2 separate regions of the Mus musculus genome follow, and region 1 is linked to region 2. Evidence: chromatin contacts called from public Hi-C data. All regions are on one chromosome and are shown on one strand. The core of a region is the stretch at or near the end of the contact, and the rest is flanking DNA. Distances in the headings are between cores, read along the strand shown. Region 1 overlaps Cntn6 (contactin 6). Region 2 has its middle 180 kb from the start of Cntn6.

Evidence for each region. Hi-C and Micro-C count contacts between places; a contact is called where the count stands out from the background.
Region 1: a Hi-C map of cerebellar granule neurons shows a contact between it and region 2, with 1.8 times the contacts expected there. The contact joins two enhancer-like sites. A contact is called at or near these places in 2 of 484 Hi-C or Micro-C datasets (brain and cerebellar granule neurons).

The regions. Positions count from the first base shown.
Region 1 is chr6:104,684,882-104,691,017 of GRCm38.p6, forward strand. All of the region lies in intron 4 of Cntn6 (contactin 6), which reads left to right. Among named protein-coding and RNA genes, the nearest start is that of Gm38871, 87 kb to the left of the region's middle. Within about 2 kb of position 3,325, at least 4 of the 459 cell types and tissues checked have an H3K27ac peak or open chromatin away from gene starts, as enhancers often do. A contact at or near this core is called in cerebellar granule neurons, where this site is marked.
Region 2 is chr6:104,306,377-104,312,778 of GRCm38.p6, forward strand. No RefSeq gene overlaps it. Among named protein-coding and RNA genes, the nearest start is that of Cntn6, 180 kb to the right of the region's middle. Within about 2 kb of position 3,000, at least 2 of the 459 cell types and tissues checked have an H3K27ac peak or open chromatin away from gene starts, as enhancers often do. A contact at or near this core is called in cerebellar granule neurons, where this site is marked.

The sequences.
Region 1 (6,136 bases), core at 2,075-4,574, 380 kb after region 2:
ACAGGAAGCAGTCTTCATCACAGAACCTTCTCTTTAGCCTCTCATCTCCTTTTAACTGAAGATGATATTCAAAGTTGTGGTTTAAGAGGAAGGATAGCCCATGGCTAGGACTTGCCTAGTTTTTCATGTATGTAACTATTATTATCATTATTCATTAAATAAATAAGCTCATTACAGTAAAGCATATGTAATTGTTCATCTGTATTATGAAAGAGCTCTTATTTATGATCAAACTTGATTTTTTTGTATTTTCTTTTTTTCAAAGTTGTACTTTTTTTTTATTAGATATTTTCTTTATTTACATTTCAAATGTTACCCCCTTTTCTAGTTTCCCCTCCAAAAATCTGCTACCTACTTCCCCCTCCCGCTGCTCCCCAACCCTCCCACTCCCATTCCTGGTCCCAGCATTCCTCTATATTGGGGAGTAGAACCTTCACGGGACCTAGGGCCTCTACTCCCATTGATGACCAACTAGGCCATCCTCTACTACAAATAAGCTAGAGCCACAAGTTCCACCATGTGTTTTCTTTGACTGGTGGTATAGTTCCAAGGAGCTCTGAGGATACTGGTTAGTTCATATTGATTTTCCTTCTATGGGGTTTCAGTCCCCTTCAGCTAAAGAGCTCTTAGCCACTTCAAATGCTTTACTTGTTCTATTTACTAAATTTATGCCTCTTTGAAAATCTACATACTGAATTGCTGGAGAAGAATATACTGGCCCTCTTCTTTGATTATTTTTTATTACTTTAATTGAATATGACACAAAATAGTGCTGTCAATTTATCATTGCCAGAAAACCAGTTAGTCACTCAATTGGCCTTACATGTATTTGTAGATTGCTTATTTTACTTACATTTGTTAACTTGTGTGAGTGCCCACATGCATATGCACATGCACTCAGTAGTGCACATGTGTGGTGGGTAGGCTACAAGTAAGCATGTAGAGAATAGAGGACAACTTGGGGGAATCTAGTCTCTCCTTCCACCAGGTCCTAAGGATTAAATATAGGTTGTGAGCCTGACAGCAAGCACTTGTATTCACTCAGCCATTTTGTGATTCTATTATTTATTCTTGAATTTTAATATAAATGCTGTCACATTAACAGCAACAATAACAAAAAAATGGCGAGAAATTTTAGTTGGAATTCTAAATGGAATCAACACCAGAAGCTCTTAAAATAGGTTCTTACTTCCTACTTAGATATTAGCATTCCAGATTTGTGTCTAATACCAAGTTTTAGCTATTGCTTCTGTTACAGGATTTGACAATAGCATTGCACTTTATTAGGTTATGTCATGTTATGTTACTGAGTTAAGCTAGGAAACACAATAATATCAGGAACAATGTAACTGAGTATATAGCATCCAGAGAAAGAGTGCAGAAAATGAAACTGGGCTAAGCAGAGATATTTTTGTACGGCACTTAATAAAAGTCTGAGAAAATTAATAATAGAACTAAAATCCTCTCGTTATTTAAACCACCAAAGAAATAGAGGAGAAGAAAAGAAGTATGTTAAATATGAATTCAGACTGGAGAGTTTTAAATAGTTTTTTGCTTTCTTAATTCTGAAAGGTCCCTGTAGTTAGAGCTGGAAATTCTGTGGGAGCAGTACTGAACTAAGGGACTTTTCTTGGTGTCTTTCAGCACTTGAGTTTTGCTTGGTAAGGTATCTCTGTATCTCACTGCTCAGCACAATGTTTTTGCCTTAGGCCAAAACAAAACACTTATCTTCAACCTGGGAGCCGCATCCTGAAGGTGAGGGATGTTCGGGAGTCCTGTTTACCCCAGTGCACGCTTTAACACGGAAACTTCTTCAGACAGCGTCTCAAAGGGGGAAATAGTATTTGATTGCTGGAAAGCAAGGAGTTGGAGAAAATAAATCTCTGCGTTTAATGTCAGATCTAATGGCTTCAAAGAGACAAATAATTGAAATTGCTTTTTAGGTGTGGATCAAGAGAGAAACTGAGCAATGTCTCAGGTTTGGGAGCAGATTACAGAGTCTATCTGGGGGAAAGGTTTAGTAAGAAAGGGAATTTAAAGTCTGGCTTTCAAGTCCAGACACTTTAACACACTAGTACTTGGAAATGAATTGTTATTTCCTTGTATCCTGTAGAAAGTCAATGCAGATTTTCTAATTTTTGATTAATGGAAGGAGTCAGATTATTTGATCTGATTCGTTTTATTATATATAATATTCACATATATATATGAATCACTTTTCTCCTGAAAGACAGTAATTGGAATAAAGAATAGGTATAGGTACACACAACAAACAATAGCTAGAGGGATTCAAGATCTCATATTTTGGCCTAAAGTGTGTGAGTTGCATTTTTTTTTCTTTTTCCAATTTTTATTAGATATTTTCTTCATTTACATTTCAAATGCTATCCTAAAAGTCCCCTATATGCTCCCTCCCCCCTGCTCCCCTACCCACCCACTCCTGCTTCTTGGCCCTGAATTTCCCCCTTACTGGGGCATATAAAGTTTGCAAGACCAGGGGCCTCTCTTACCAATGATGGCCGACTAGGCCATCTTCTGATACATATGCAGCTAGAGACACGAGCTCCGGGGTTGCTGGTTAGTTCATATTTTTTTTCTACCTATAGGGTTGCAGATCTCTTTAGCTCCTTGGGAACTTTCTCTAGCTCCTCCATTGGGGGCCCTGTGTTCAATCCAATAGCTGACTGTGAGCATCCACTTCTGTGTTTGCCAGGCACTGGCATAACCTCACAAGACACAGCTATATCAGGGTCCTTTGTGAGTTGCATCTTAATAAATGAGTAAGACTGGTACCGAGCATAAGTTGGGACATGCCGTTAATCCCAGCACTTGGGAGGAAAAGGCAGGTGCTTTTCTGTGAGCTCTAGGCCAGCCTGGTCTACAAAACAACTTTCAGGGCTCCCAAGAATATTATACTCTGTCTCAAAAACAAATAAACAAACAAACAAACGAACAAAAAATGAATAAGACTGACATAAACTCAGACTGTGTTAACAAGTATTGTACTTACTCCTGTGGGGGCTTTGCATCTTTAGATTGGTTAAAATAAGGGCCAAGTTCAATCAATATACTTCATGTCAAGAAACAAACAAGAATTCAGAGCACCTGAGATGGATCTAAACCCAGTAACACAGTATCCTTCTGTCCCCTCAGGAGTTTACATGAATTCATACAAAAATGCTTTTGGTTGATTGGCTTGTTTGGGCATGGGCTGGCAGGGTAATGGCATTGATGTCACGACTGAGAGACTCCCGTTGACATCTGCAGTGCAGTACATCACACATTAGAGAGCAGATGCCCAGGAACGACTCTCATGCAATCTTGTCCTGTCACCTAGGCATCAAGGAGCCTTTATGCCTCAGTTCCTTCTCAGCTCAGTGTGTGTGACTGTCTCAGATGCAGTGCTGGCAATTTTGAGGATGCATTTGCCATGCTCATAAGAGTGTATGGTCCATAATACCTATTTTTATATATGAATAAGAGAGAAGATAAAGAGAATGCTTATAGTGTTAAATCAAAGTATATCGTGCATATTAAATGATGGTGACACACTATTCAGATTTTTTTAAACACTCATCATTTCATCTACTATGCATATTTCACTGGCACATATGTATTTCCCCTTATCCTCAAAAGTTGAAGTGCTCTCTTCTCGATTCTGGTTGATGGACCCTCGGTACTCACAACCTTCCTTCAAGCTTATGAGACTTGGCAAGTCACTGACCTCCTTCCTTCTCAGGAGCCGGCCCTGCCAACATCTCTTCTGAATGTGATCCTCAGGCCTTGGCATCAAAGGTACAGTTTCTTGCTTTAATTAAGCTGAGATACATTCCTGAACGTGACAGCTGCAACTATGTATCCTCCGTCCAATTTAATATTGGAATACTTAACATTGTGTGGACTTCATTTTAAGTACATTTTTTTTTTGTAGCCCTTGTCCCTCTACTGTGGCATGGTGGTTCCAGGAGAGAGCATATGGCCCAGTAATTCTTTAAAGCTCATTTTATGGGCCATTTTTCGGGCACTTCCTGCTGGGCTTTGGAACAGAGCCTTGTTTGTGACTGCATTTTTGCTTATGTTCCTGCCAAAAGGGAAAAAAAGGCAATAAAACCACAGGGCCCTATAAGCTATGGTCATCAGAATAGTGTAATGAAAGCAACAGTCAACAATTGAGGACTTTACCAGCAACCAGCACTGCAGGGCTTAAACCTTGTGCACAAGGACAGCCTGTGTAGGTCACCTTTCTGGTTTATGGAATATCTCAAACTGTTATAGAGTTTGAGACAATCTCAGTGTGTATCCTAATACCAAAACAATTTCCTTTTTTAAAATTTTATTTTAATTAGGTATTTTCTTCATTTACATTTCCAATGCTATCCCAAAAGTCCCCCATACCCACTCCCCACTCCCCTACCCACCCACTCCCACTTCTTCACCTGGCGTAACAAGTACTGAGCCATATAAAATTTGCAAGACCAATGGGCCTCTCTTTCCACTGATGGCCTACTAGGCCATCTTCTGCTACATATGCAGCTAGAGACACGAGCTCCAGGGGTACCAGTTAGTTCATATTGTTGTTCCACCTATAGGGTTACAGACCCCTTTAGCTCCTTGGGTACTTTCTCTAGGTCCTCCATTGGGGGCCCTGTGATCCATCCAATAGCTGACTGTGAGCATCTACTTCAGTGTTTGCTAGGCCCCAGCATAGCCTCACAAGAGACAGCTATATCAGGGTCCTTTCAGCAAAATCTTGCTAGTGTGTGCAATGGTGTCAGCATTTGGAGGTTGATTATGGGATAGATCACCAGGTATGGCTGTCTCTAGATGGTCCATCCTTTCGTCCCAGCCCAAAACTTTGTCTCTGTAACGCCTTCCATGGGTGTTTAGTTTCCAATTCTGAGACGGTGCAAAGTGTCCACACTTTCTTCTTCGTTCTTCTTGAGTTTCATGTGTTTTGCCAATTGTATCTTGTGTCTTGGGTATTCTAAGTTTCTGTGCAAATATCCACTTGTCAGTGAGTACATATCATGTGAGTCCTTTTATGATTAGGTTACCTCATTCAGGATGATGCCATCCAGACCCATCCATTTGCCTAGGAATTACATAAATTCATTCTTTTTAATAGCTGAGTAGTACTCCATTGTGTAAATGTACCACATTTTCTGTATCCATTCATCTGCTGAGGGGCATCTGGGTTCTTTCCAGCTTCTGGCTATTACAGGTAAGGCTGTTATGAACATAGTGGAGCATGTGTCATTCTTACTAGTTGGAACATCTTCTGGATATATGCCCAGGAGAGGTATTGTGGGATCCTCTGGTAGTGCTATGTACAATTTTCTGAGGAAACTCCAGACTGATTTCCAGAGTGATTGTACAAGCATGGAATTCCACCAACAATGGAGGAGTGTTCCTCTTTCTCCACATCCTCGAAAGCATCTGCTGTCACCTGAATTTTTGATCTTAGCCATTCTGGCTGGTGTGAGGTAGAATCTCAAGGATTTTTTTTGATTTGCATTTCCCTGATGATTAAGGATGATGATCATTTTTTCAGGTGCTTCTCAGCTATTCGGTATTCCTCAGGTAAGAATTCTTTGTTTAGCTCTGAGCCCCATTTTTAATGGGGTTATTTGATTTTCTGGAGTCCACCTTCTTGAGTTCTTGAGTTCTTTATATATATATTGGATATTAGTCCCCTATCTGATTTAGGATAGGTAAATATCCTTTCCCAATCTGTTGGTGGCCTTTTTATCTTATTGACAGTGTCTTCTGCCTTGCAGAAGCTTTGCAATTTCATGAGGTCCCATTTGTTGATTCACAATCTTACAGCACAAGCCATTGCTGTTCTATTCAGGAATTTTTCCCCTGTGCCCATATCTGCAAGGCTTTTCCCCACTTTCTCCTCCATAAGTTTCACTGTCTCTGGTTTTATGTGGAGTTTCTTAATCCACTTAGATTTGACCTTAGTACAGGAAGATAGAAATGGATAAATTTGCATTCTTCTACATGATAACCGCCAGTTGTGCCAGCATCATTTGTTGAAAATGCTGTCTTTTTTCCACTGGATGGTTTTAGTTCCCTTGTCAAAGATCAAGTGACCATAGGTGTGTGGGTTCATTTCTGGGTCTTCAATTCTATT
Region 2 (6,402 bases), core at 1,750-4,249:
GATGCACTAGCAGCCTGGAAATAAGCTACCAGGAACCTGAAAGGTTATGGGACAGGAGGCTTTGACCTATTCCTAAATGACACTAAAGGAACAAGCTGGACTTACACCTGGACTTGGAAGGGGGGAAAATAGTATCATAATAAATGTTCAATGTTTATAGTGTCTGACTTTAAGGTAATTTTCCCACCACAGCAGTGAGAATGCATTTTTTCATTTTTACCTGAAAAAGCCAGGTGTCCAATTGCAAACATTTAACATGGCATTTAGAAAGTTATCCATTGTTGCTCCTTTAACAGTTTGTCTCGAGCCGGGCATGGTGGCGCACACCTTTAATCCCAGCACTCAGGAGGCAGAGGCAGGCGGATTTCTGAGTTCAAGGCCAGCCTGGTCTACAGAGTGAGTTCCAGGACAGCCAGGGCTACACAGAGAAACCCTGTCTCGAAAACAAACAAACAAACAAAAACAAAAAACCAAAAAAAAAAAAAAAACCCAAAACCCAAAAAGCAGTTTGTCTCTTTGTCAAAGTGACCGGCAGTGATCATGTTAATGAGAATAGAAAGATTCCAGATGATATTATTTATCTATCTATAGATTTATCTATCTATCTATCTATCTATCTATCTATCTATCTATCTATCTATCTATCTATCTATCTATGCTGTGGAGGCAAACCTGATCAGCACACATGTTGTGGTTTATCTAGCTTCAGTGAAGTTCTTTCTACTTCCACGAGTTTTGTGAAGAATATTCTCAGTCCATCTCCATCTGTCTGTCTACACTGTCTGGAAGCTACCTGTTATGTGGATAAGGGTAAGACCTGGAGTTTCACTGACTAAATGACAAACTTGGCCTTTGCAACTTTTTGGCTCCCAAGAAGTAGGCAAGATCCTAACTTCTTCCTTGCTCAACGTCTCCATCCATGCAATGGACAGAATACTACCTACATTCAGAGTTATCATACACAGGCATGAATGTGTCTTATCAATGCCCATATGCTATATATTTTGCTCTGACACACTTTACATACACTTGTTGGTGTAAGTGTGTGTGTGTCTATAGAGATCAGATCTCATCTCAAATCACACCCATAGGTATAGGCACACTTTATTTATTTCCTTATAAGGTTGAGCAAATGTGCAACTTTGGCTGGTATGGCTGTATTTTCATTTGTCCAACAAATATATAGTTTACACCTAGTTAATTTTTTAAATTAAGGAAAATACCCGGATAAAATAGAGCTGTTTATTCTTTTGCTAATGATATATTTATCCGAATATAAAAACAACATGGTCCATTTTGCAAAACAGGTATTTGTTGATAAATTACATTTGTAAGTATTTCAATTAGTATACTTTGGTGACTATAAATATAATTTAAACAAATCAGCACTGAAATCATGATTTTTTTGCATTAAAAATAAATTTTCTTGCTATAAATAAAACACATTAAGGAAGTGAAGCCACATGCATAAATAGCACCTAAGACATTGCTTGGCATTCAAAAGATTATTATTTTAAAAATATAAATTTGAGGTTTGGGGCTATAGCTCAATGGGAAAGCACTTAAGTTATTTTTCTATTATGCATATGTCCCAGATTTTGAGAGAAAGAGACAGAGAGAGAGAGAGAGAGAGAGACAGACAGACAGACAGACACAGAGAGATTTAACTACTTTAAAAAGACTAGTTGCTTTCTAAAACATAATAACACAGAACACACCAGTCACTGTAAAAGACTCTTCTCTGATGTATGACAATGATATTGAATAGATAAAAGGCAATTAACTGAATAGCAATCAGAATGGCTTGAAACAGGTAGGAGGGAGGTATTTTTGAAATGGGGCTTCAAGAAAGGCCTGGGGTTGTGGACAGTTGACCTCTTTTATCCTAGTGATAAAAAATGAATTAAACTAAACCACTGGGCACTAAAGAGAGTGACTTGCTCCTTTAGCTTGAAAACAATTCTTTTTTTTTTCCTGCAACCTGTCAATGCCTTCCCTCTCAGTTACAGTAGATATATCAGATTGTGACACACAGCTATTTGAATACTAATATTCCAATTAATACTGTGAGTATTTAAGCCATATTGCTCTCATTCCAACCACCAAGGACAATTTTGCTTCTTCTGATTTTAGTGGTATTGTACACATGCACAAACAGAACAAAATCACAATATGTTTTCTACTTATTCTTGTTTTTCTTCTTCATTAATTGCCTATTTATTGTGAAAAATCTCATTATTTTTTCACAATACATAATTTTATAACTGTTGCCTGGTGTGTTTCATTACACCAATTAATAATTTGCATGATTTAACAGCCCATAGGATACCAAAGAAATGATCATTTGAAAAGTTTAAAGTTGCTGACTACATCTGAGACAAACTGGAAAAGATTCAACTTGGAGAATGATTGATTTCTTAGTTATGATTTTCTGTCATCAACACAGGCTATTTGAGAAAGGCGTTCTGTAATTTCTATCAAATGTAATACACTGCCAACTATAAACATGTTAAAAGCTTGAAGATGTTGAAAGGACAATTGTGTATTAATGGGAACACTTCACAAGTTGCCCTACAATTTCTATTTTATATACAATAACTCTTAAAGGTTCAAGCGGTCAAAAGCAATTCAAAACCATGCTATTCAGTGGTTCAGACAAGGGAAAGCACTGTTTAAAGCATAGGTACACTGTTTATGTAGAAAAGTTCTTGAATTCTTAAGTGTAGTGAGCATTCTAATGAGTCTGTGCAAACACTGAACAGCCGCTACAATTATGTTTCTGTTTTCTTTTCAATATTGAATGTTTACATTCTTGAAGTATCCCTGATCGATTGCTCTTATTGACTTTGTTTTCTCCTTTCTCAGCTATTTCCTTACTTGTTTTATGCATTTCCTCATATGGGGTTTTATTTATTTATTTCACTGTTGATGTCGGGAAAGAGGTTGCCCTCTTTTTATTAACAGCTTGAATTATCAGCAGGCGCCGAGGCTTCGAGCCAACCACAGAAGATACAGATGAGCATAATTTTTTCCAGTACTTCTTTCAACCTTGAATGTAGACCTCCAGGGAATGTCACACTGGATTCGCGCTGAATATTTGCTGCAATTCCATTTTATGCTTGTCTCAGCATTGGTCTAAAACAAGACCAGGACTAAAAAGACTCAAGTACCTCTGTCAAGGTCTTCTATTATTTGCCCTCTTTCTCTGAATTTCTATCTTCTCTAGTTTCAGGGATGCTGGACTGCAGCTTGACTTTCCAGAAGGTATTTATACAAAGCCTTGGTGTTTTGAAAACTGTTAATGTAACCCACAAACTCTGTGTGACCCAAAAAACCAAAGTCTATCTGTATAGGTCTTTGGACCTGCTATCTGCCAATACCATCTTATTGATGGATGTAAATTGCTCCTGAATCCACACCTTGTTCAACCTCGGAGCTCTGAGGTCATCATAACATTACTCCTTCTATCTCTCTTACAGAGAACTTCAGCAATACATACTTTTGATATTCATTCCACAATATCCCCACACACTTCCTCACTTCTCCCTTTTCTCCCTATTGAACAGCTCTGCTGAAGGCTATGCTCTCTGTCTCTTGTTTTGAGTGTTGAGCTCTCTATTTAATGCCATGTACCTTTATATATTTCACACAGGGCAACTGCATAAATATATATGTAGCAATATCACACTCTGTATCTATCCCATAAAGGATACATTTAGTGGATTCCCAGTGCCATTAATATGATGTAGAAAGTCTATGACGTCTAAACACCTATGATGATTTCAGTGCACTTTATATGCACAGCAGATGACATGATTTGGTTACATTTGGCTTTTCATCTAATCCAAAATTCTTTTATGCTATTAGCATGACCCGCTTCTCTAAACTGTAAACTAGAACACTCTTCCATCCATTCATGTTGACAGACATTTACACACAAAAACCACGCCAAAGCTAACTATTTTGCTAATCACCATTGATTTTTCAAAAATGTGTTGGAGATTTGGCTGGACAGATTATCATCAGAGTGGACATACCATTGAGTTAAAAACAAGATAGGAAAACTGCCAAGTTCTTTGGCAAGTGATTGTTCTGAAATCCTTGCAAGATACCGATATTCAAGCGGTTGACATACTTGTTGCCTACTTTAACAACTGCCAGAGAAACATGATGGAGCAGGGTGGTGCTTTTTAAAATCATTTATAGACTTCTGTAAAATGTAAGATAAATTAAAGTTATTATAATAGTAAAAAAAATAAATATCCCCTTTGGGGGCAAGTTTCATGCCCTTTCAATATTTAGATTATTTGGACTTCAGTGTAATTCTCCCTCCTTCATAAATCTTTTCTGAGCTCATGAAAACATTTAATAAATTATACCTTTAAGGTTTATTAGATACTGGGCTATAGTTCTCAGAAGAGAATTATCTGTAGCATCTTGTACAGTATATATACTCAATATATAATGTACTCAATATGTGTGACATAAGAGAAGGAGCTCCATTTAGTTCACTTAGTTTACATAAAATGATTATAATTAATTTTGTGGGTTTGGGGAGGAAGGTAGTTTAACGTGTGTTCGTGGGGATACATACATTTGAATTTGCATATGGAGGTCAAAGGTCAACTCCAGTGTTGTTTTCTGGTGTCATTCATGTTGATTTTAAGATGGAGTCTGTCATTGTGTTGGAGCTCCTCCCTTTCTAGGATAGACTATCAGGCTGGTGAGCCCCAAGGATGTGCTTGTCCCACAGCCCTTGCACTAAAATCTTAATTGGTTACTACCATTCGTATCTGGCTTTTAATGTGCATTCAAGCCAACACATTACCAACTAAACTGTTCTCCATCCCAATAACTAACATACAGCCTAATATTTCAGAAAATATTTCTGGAGAAACCATTTGTTTCCCACTTTGAACGGAATATCTTCATCAAGCTATTAAACCCATCTTCTTGTTAAGAAACTTTACCAACTCCCAGGTGCCTCGATTATCACTGAATAGAATTTCACTATGAACTTTAATCCAGTGAAAGTACTGCTCTGAGCTCAGCCAAGGTTCCTTGGTTCCTCTTTTTTACTTTCCTCTGCACATACCCTTCATGACCAAGTTCATTTAGTATTGTACAGTTGGAATATTAACTAGTATAATAGCATGGGTGTGTTATTCAATTATAAAACTAAACCATTCTTCTATGTGTATAAGACAAATATTTATTTTTTGGAACACAATCCTGATACATTCTCATTTTCCAGCAGTATCCCTATTGAACCCATGTCCCCAGTGGCAATTGAAGGAGAGTTAAAATCATAAAGTACAGTACAGCATATCTGAAAACAGAGACCTTTTATTTTGATATTCTTCTTTAAAATTCAGGATAAAAATCCTAGTATATACTAAAATCCTCTTCAAAAGCTCTGGGAGAGATTGTTTATAACTGAAGTATAGGTCTTCTGAACCCTATGCCAGAAATTTAAGAATTATACCAACATGACTATTAGAATAAACAAATTTCCTCCTTTAGTTCACTTAAACTCGATGAAAGGAACGCAATTAATATTTGTAAGTAGGGTGATGCTTTGCATGTTTTTGTTTAGGCAATATGTGGAAGTCAGAAACCAGCTACAATGTTATCCTTTTATTTTTAAGTGAGTGTATGGAATTGTCATTTTCCCATTTACACCTAGATTTCTCTCTTTTTCTTTCTTTCTTTTTCTTCAAATTTATTCTCCTCTCATACAATACATCCTGACTGCAGCTTTCCTTCTCCCCCCCCCCTCATGCCTTCCTCCCAGTTGCTCCCCTATACCCCCTCTCCCGCTGATATATTACCATATCCCTGTCTACTCATAGAAAAGAGCAGGCCTCCCAGGGACATCAACATAACACAGCACAACAATGTATGGCAAGATGAGGTCTAAAACCTCACATAAAGCATGGGTAAGGAAACCCAGAAATAGGAAAGGGGTCCCAAGAGCAGGCAAAGGGTCAGAGACACCCAATACTTCCATTCTTGTGGTACAAAACTTTAATTACAGCACTCAGGAGGCATAGGCAAAGTAGATCTTTGAGTTTGAGGTCAGCCTGGTATACAAGATGAGTTTCAGTTAAGCCAGGGCTACACAGAAAACAAAACAAAACAAAACAAAACAAAACAAAACAAAACAAAACAAAACAAAACAAAACAAAACACCTTTCTCAAACAAAATGAAAGAGAGAGAGAGGACTTCAAAATTTTAACCAGACAAGTTGGTGTGGAATTTTGGATAATGGGTATAAGTTAGCACGAAAATATTTTCCTTAAAAAAGGGAAACATTATTTTTGTCATTTCAAATAATTATTTTTCAAAATTTGGTCCCTGTTTGTCTGGTTGAAATTTGGATGTAAGTAGCAAAACAGGAA